Regions from separate parts of the Mus musculus genome. Here region 1 is linked to region 2. A link is a contact called in public promoter capture Hi-C data. All regions are on one chromosome and are shown on one strand. The core of a region is the stretch at or near the end of the contact, and the rest is flanking DNA. Distances in the headings are between cores, read along the strand shown.

The links. Capture Hi-C pulls out chosen DNA fragments and counts their contacts.
Region 1: a promoter capture Hi-C map of adipose tissue shows a contact between it and region 2. The contact joins the promoter of Treh here to the promoter of Pdzd3 in region 2. A contact is called at or near these places in 2 of 39 promoter capture datasets (hematopoietic stem and progenitor cells and liver) and 3 of 9 other capture datasets (adipose tissue, liver and macrophages).

The regions. Positions count from the first base shown.
Region 1 is chr9:44,671,689-44,674,823 of GRCm38.p6, reverse strand. Treh (trehalase (brush-border membrane glycoprotein)) reads right to left here and starts at 1,591. Exons shown (of 15, transcript NM_021481.3): 1 at 1,484-1,591. The coding sequence starts at 1,563. It overlaps BC049987 (cDNA sequence BC049987), which reads left to right and starts at 2,564. Exons shown (of 2, transcript NR_165440.1): 1 at 2,564-2,682.
Region 2 is chr9:44,249,581-44,252,824 of GRCm38.p6, reverse strand. It overlaps Pdzd3 (PDZ domain containing 3), which reads left to right and starts at 1,361. Exons shown (of 11, transcript NM_133226.2): 1 at 1,361-1,385; 2 at 1,800-1,827; 3 at 1,969-2,042; 4 at 2,363-2,574; 5 at 2,793-2,982; 6 at 3,078-3,214. The coding sequence starts at 1,370. Nlrx1 (NLR family member X1) reads left to right here. Exons shown (of 10, transcript NM_001163743.1): 10 at 1-112.

The sequences.
Region 1 (3,135 bases), core at 342-2,841, 420 kb before region 2:
CACGTCGCCAAGTCCCAGAGCCACCTGAGGGAACAGGGTTAAGATATCAGAGTATGCTGCCTGATGGAACTTGGAGCACGCTGGCTATCCTAGGCTAACGCTGACATTTGTGATGGGGACAATAGGCCACCCAATGTCAGCTTAATCTTTGGAGACCTACAGGGGTCTCTGTGAAGGATCTCAAGAAACTCAACATGAAGACTCAGGGGTGACTCCTGGTTGGTACTTTCTGGGCACATCTTCTGGAAGAAGACTGCTGGAAGTTTGAGTTTCTTCTCTCCTGGACTCTACCCTAATACATCTGTGCCTTCAGTGGCTGTTTGGGTTTTTGTTGTTGTTTTTGAGACAGGGACTCTGTGTAGCTCTAGCTGTCCTGTAACTCTCTTTGTAGAGAGTCTACAAGCACACGTGTGACTGTCCAAGTGGACTACTGACATGCTCTCAGGGACAAACAGCGGCACTCATGGTAGGCACTCTGCAAATAGCCCAACAGGACACAAGAGACTGGATGGAAGAGCCACTCTGTGTCCTGCCTACTGGTGAACAAATAAGTCCTGAGGATTATTCCAGATCCTTCCATACTGCACACCTGGGCATCAGTGAGTAAGTCACAGCTCAGTCTTCATGCATCCCTAATCGGCTCCTCAGCCCCACCCCCCAGCCCCAGCCCAGTCCTGCCAAGTCCGCAGGGCTTGGTCTCCTTTCCTTAGAGCTATCTCCACCTCATAGCCTGGTTCTGCTTCTTTCCAGGCCACATGGGACTTTGTGACCCTTGGAGGACACCTCAGAGCCTTTGCCCTGCTCCCTACTTCTGTTTCAAGATGGCTCCTTCCACGTTCCATCGGCCCATTGCATCCTCTGAGACACCCCCTTCTGCTTCCTCCTTGCTTACTTAGCTCCTACCTTCTCTTTGTTCTTCACCATCCTAGGCCTTGTTTTTACCCTTCTTGCAAGAACTGGTGGAGGGAGGGTTCCATGAGTCCGAGTGGAAGAGAGAATGACAGTTCCAGACCCAGGAAGTAGAGTGACCCCCCCCCATCTTTGTATTTGCTGGTAGAAGCTGAGGCTCAGAAGAAAGGATTGACTTGCCCTGGGACACAGAAAGAGCAGCAAGGTAGGCTGAACTTATGTGTAAGTTCTTGACAGGACCTAGACTCCCCTCACGCTAAGCTAGGCAAGCTTTGCTAGAACAGTGAAGAGAACAGCCCTGCTTGGTCCAAGGAGCTGCTTGGCTGGTGAGCTCTGGTCAGCAGCACGGAGGGCAGACATTGGTCAACAGCTCTGGAATTATACATAGGCCTGCCTCAAAGTTCCACCTCGTTCCAACACAGTGAGTTTGGTGTCAGGTTTTGGTCCTTCTACCCCTACAAGCCTGGTTTCTTCCTTCTTTATCCTCTGAGAGGCTGGTCCTCAGAGGGTAAGCTCTCATCCCAGCCTTCCACCCTTGTCTTCCCCCACACACACAGCTTCTCCACCTCCCTACCTCTCACAGGGTGGTGGCAGGGCCTCCTGGGACCTAAGTCCCAGCCCCAGCAGAAGCAGCAGGTGCAGCTCCCAGGTCATCCTGGGCACGGTGCCTAGAACGGAATGAGCAAACCCTGGCACCTCTGGCTTGCTGAACACGGCCTGCCTCACTTGCCTACCCAGGTCAGCCAAAGTCCAGGCTATGAGGTGTGGCCACCTGAGGGGGGAGATGTGTGTTTCAACTTCTTGTGGACTGCTTACCACTTCTGCCCTCCAGCTACAGTGCTCACTACCCCATCAGCCACTTTCTTCCATTTCTCAATTCTAACTGGTATTACATGCTCAGGGACTTTGCTCAGAGTTATATGGGTGGGCACCCAAGGGCCAGGGCCACAACTGAGGTCACCCAAGTATGATTTAGACACTGAGTCTGTGTGTGGCTCCCTAGTCTCTAATGCCAGAAGGGACCATTTCTTTATCACTTAAAACAGAATGGCTCAAGTCTTCTCCAAAGCTTTATCAAACTCCCTGTTATCTACAGGAGACCCTGTGAGGACACAGGACAACCTCTCGGGGATGGATCAGGAAGCCCCACCATAAGATGATGTCTGCACTGAGTCCTGAGGAATAGTCAGGAGGCCATGCCATCACATGAGACATCCAGAGACTTGGTGCAAAAGTTGTGTGACAGGCTGGAGGGACATTTTGGCACCAGTTAGTGAAGAGGTTTTGCCAAGGAGCTGGTGAAATGGCTCAGAGGTTAAGAACATTTGCTGTGAAGAGGTCAGCTCAGGAACTTTGACAAATTCCACCAGACCCCTCCCCTCCTGGAAGAGAAAGTTCATAGAGCACACAGGCACCCCATTCCTCAGACCACAGCAGGGACTAACCACTGACCACCTGCAGATAAGGGAAGCCCAGAGTACAAAGACAGACCATTGGCTGCCCCCACAGACAAGGAAAGCCCTTGCCACCCCATTCCCTAAGGACCAATCAGTTTAAAAGTCACACTGTTCTACCAATCACGTTGTGCCTAGTGGCTGTTGCTCTATTCTACCTCTGAAAGCTGTATAAAAACTGGCCAAACGGGCTGCCCAAGGTTGCTGCCTTTCCTTCAGGTGCAGGAAGACCCCAGTGTACTGGAACAATAAATTCCTCTTGCTTTTGCATCGATCCCTAGCTCCAAGTTGTTCACTGTGGCAGGGGTAGGGGTCCCAGGTAAGCTAAGGCTCGTTAGAGTCTTACATTTGGTGCATGGGCTGGGAATTCGACCTCCTGTGAGGACACACCAGAGAGCCGTGAATCAGAGGTCTCGAGCAGGTACCAAGGTTCTTTCTTGTTTGCCTTGCTGTTTGTCAAAGTCTGAGTCTGTAAGTCTGTTTGAACTTTTGGTTTGCTTGCAAGTGTCGGGGGCTTGGAGAGTTTATGGTATCTGGGGTGGTTAAGTGCAGCTGACAGACGTGCCTTAACATTGAGACTGCTGGGAATTTGGGGGATACTCCAGAGACCCTGAAGGGAACTGGGAGGGCTCCACTCCTTCTGGAAACAGCAAGACAGTATTGGCAGGAGCTGAGTCTTCCTATAATCTGGCTCCTGCTGTACTGGCAGGGACGCCTGGTTTGTCTTGGTGAGGCTGGAGCCAGCCAAGCAACTCTGCTCTGCGTCCATGGA
Region 2 (3,244 bases), core at 112-2,611:
CCTCACACTGGTGCTTTCCCAGTCTCAAATGCACAGGATCGATGGCTCCAAGGCTACTAGGGACAAGTGGGCCCACCTTGCTGCTATTAAAAAGCCGTGTGTCTTCCACCCCTGTGGTCTCCACTTCCTTGCCTGGTGCTTCCAAGAAAGGGCTAATCTGGTTTACCTTCTACTGCAGATGGCCCCTGGCCACCAGACTCAGGCAGTAGCGTCCTGTTGCTGGAGTTCTTGGTGTTAATGCCTGGCCACTTGCATCCCCATCAAGCTGAGCTCTGCCACACATGCTCAGTAAGCTAAAAAGAGAATAGTGAAAAGGCAGAGAAGAAGGGCTGGAGAGATGGCTCAGCAGGTTCAGATACGCCTTGCTCTTCCAGAGGACAGTAATTGAATTCCCAGCAACCACATGACGGCAGGGGTGGGGTGGGGTGAGGTAGGGAGTGGGTGGGGATGGGTGGAGGGTAGGGGGTGGGGATGAGTGGGGGGTAGGGAGGTGGGGATGAGTGGGGAGATCCAATACTCTCATGGCCTCTGTGGAGCAACTGTACCTTCTGCCTCTCTCTCTCTCTCTCTGTCTCTCTGTCTCTCTCTCATCACTCTTATTCACACATGCATGCAAACACACACACACACACAAATAAATGAACAAAAATAAAGCTTAGGAAAGCAGAGAAAAGAGATTTGTTTGAGGTGGTCACCCTGGGAAAGAAACAAATAAATAGGTCTGGTGACAATCCCAACCCAAGAGCTCATCTTTCAGGGTGCACCCGTGGACTTTAGTGTGCTGAGCAGTCCCATCAGGACTGAGTGATTGTTCCAGTCCATCCATCCAACTCCGTGGTCTGACAAATTGTCCAAACTTCATGAAACTTCTTCTTGGCAGACAAGTTCTGGCTGGCCTCGGGGCTTCATCTTCTCTCTTGCCCAGTTTAAGATTCCTGAAGGAATTCCAGTCTTTGAGATCCATCGTTTGAATAGTCTGATAGGCAAAAGGAGAGGCTCAAGAATCTTTAGATAACTTTGTTGCTGGAAGGCCCGGGTGTGAGCGCCTGGGATGGGGTTGCTCTTGCTGGGCCTTCGAATTCCTTTAACCCTTCATACCTACTGCCCCCAGCTTGAGATGACAGTAACCTGCTTTTTGTTGTGCATAAGAGCAACTGAGCGTCGTAAGAGGTAGGGCGCAAGACCTGGGGGCAGAAGGAACTTACACTCGCACTTTGCAGAGAATAAGTCCCATTGCTGTTAACCATTACCCCAATGCTTCCTTGCAGCGTCTTCAAGAAGGCGTGACTCGGGAGGGGGCAGGTGGGAGGGTCAGCTGGTTATAATGAACCTTGTCCCTACTCTTAAGTCCTGGGTCAGTGATCCAACTATGGAGGCAGCTGCAGGTAGGAAGTAAGGCGATATCCTTGAAAGGGGACTTTGGGGTGGCGGCAGAGGGGGCAGATTTGGAATCTCTGGGTCTAGAACACACTTGCTATCGGGGCTTGGAGCCCTATAGGAATAGGAATGAGGTGGGCTTATAGATCTATCTTCCTGGCCCACACCTTCTGCTGATAGGCTCAGATTTATGTTCCACAGTACTGGGGGAGGAAAATACAGGGGAGTCAGCACCCGTGTGTGTGTGTGTGTGTGTGTGTGTGTGTGTGTGTGTGTGTGTGTGTGTGTGTGTGTGAAGACAGAGAAGCAGAATGGAAAGGGGTTGGGTTTCTCCTAAACCTTTTTGGTTTTTTATCACGAGAGTCCCGTCTCTGGGTGGGGTGGGGAGTGTGTCTCTCCTCTCACTCTCCTTTGTCCCGCAGATCTTCGGGACACGGCCTTGTTAACTCTGTAAGTAGTCTGAGGGCTGGAGAAGAACAACTGAAGGGGGTGGGGGGGACGACTCTCAGCTGGCAGCAGCACCTAAAGTAGAATCTGGGACCCAAGTCCAGCTCCCAGCACCTCTTATTTGCCTCTCCTGCCTCCTTATAGGAAGTTTAAGTTTAATCCAAGGCTGGGCATTGACAATCCTGTCCTCTCCCTCGCTGAAGACCAGGACCAATCTGGTAACCCCCTCACCCTTGGCAACTGTTTCCTTTCCCTAGAGACACTAGGGTGCCACACAGCCTCCTATCTCCTTGGTAACTGCTAACTGCCTCCCTCTGATATCAGTAACTAAGCAGAAGTAGAGGGGGAAGACATCCCTTTGCTTTAGCCTCCCAGCCCACGCAGAGTTCATTCAGCTATAAAGCCCGCCCTCTCACTGGCTGGAAGCTGACCAGCGCTCTCACAGGAAAGCAGGGTCTGCCAGTCTTTTGATGCCCCTGTACCAGGGCTGTGCCCCCTCCTTCTTTTTTTTTTTTCTGCTACCTGTCTCCTCCTCCAGATCCCTGGAACCTGCACCGGCCTCGCTTTTGTCTGTTGAGCAAGGAGGAGGAAAAGACTTTTGGGTTCCATTTGCAGCAGCATCTAGGCAAGGCTGACCATGTGGTGTGCAGGGTCGATCCGGGCACCTCAGCCCAGCGCCAGGGTCTCCGGGAAGGAGATCGGATCCTAGCGGTGAACAATAATATTGTGGCACATGAGGACCACGCGGTGGTGAGGCTGGGCTGGGACTCCTCGTGGTACAAAAGAACATTCCATAGCACTTCATGGGCCAAGCCTCACTCTCCTCAGACCCCATGATTTGGAGGTACCTAGGGAGAAAGATTGAGTGAAGGCAACTACAGACGTGGGTTTCACAGTGAAAACGCACGTTCTAGGGGATCCTGGGATTTCAGAGGGCCAACCTTTTTCTCCTGTGTCCCCTTTTATAGGTAGTGCGCTACATCCGGGCCAGCGGTCCCCGGGTATTGCTGACAGTCTTGGCACAACACGTGCATGATGTGGCGCGTGTTCTGCAGGGGAGTGACGCTTTCCTCTGTCCTACCCTACCCTCGGGGGTCAGGCCCCGGTTGTGCCATGTAGTAAAAGATGAAGGCGGCTTTGGCTTCAGCGTCACCCACGGTGAGCTTAGGGCCTGCTATGGGTGGGCAGGGTTGGGGAGCTTAGCTTCGGTTCTAGGTAGGCAGCAGGCTGGGACTTACTTTTTCTGCCTTTAGGAAGTCGAGGTCCTTTCTGGTTGGTGCTCAGTGCAGGAGGAGCTGCTGAGAGGGCAGGGGTGCCCCCTGGAGCCAGGCTGCTGGAAGTGAATGGGGCCAGTGTGGAGAAGCTCACATACAACCAGCTCAATAGGAAGGTAGGGCTTCCTGCGGTGACTCCCTACATG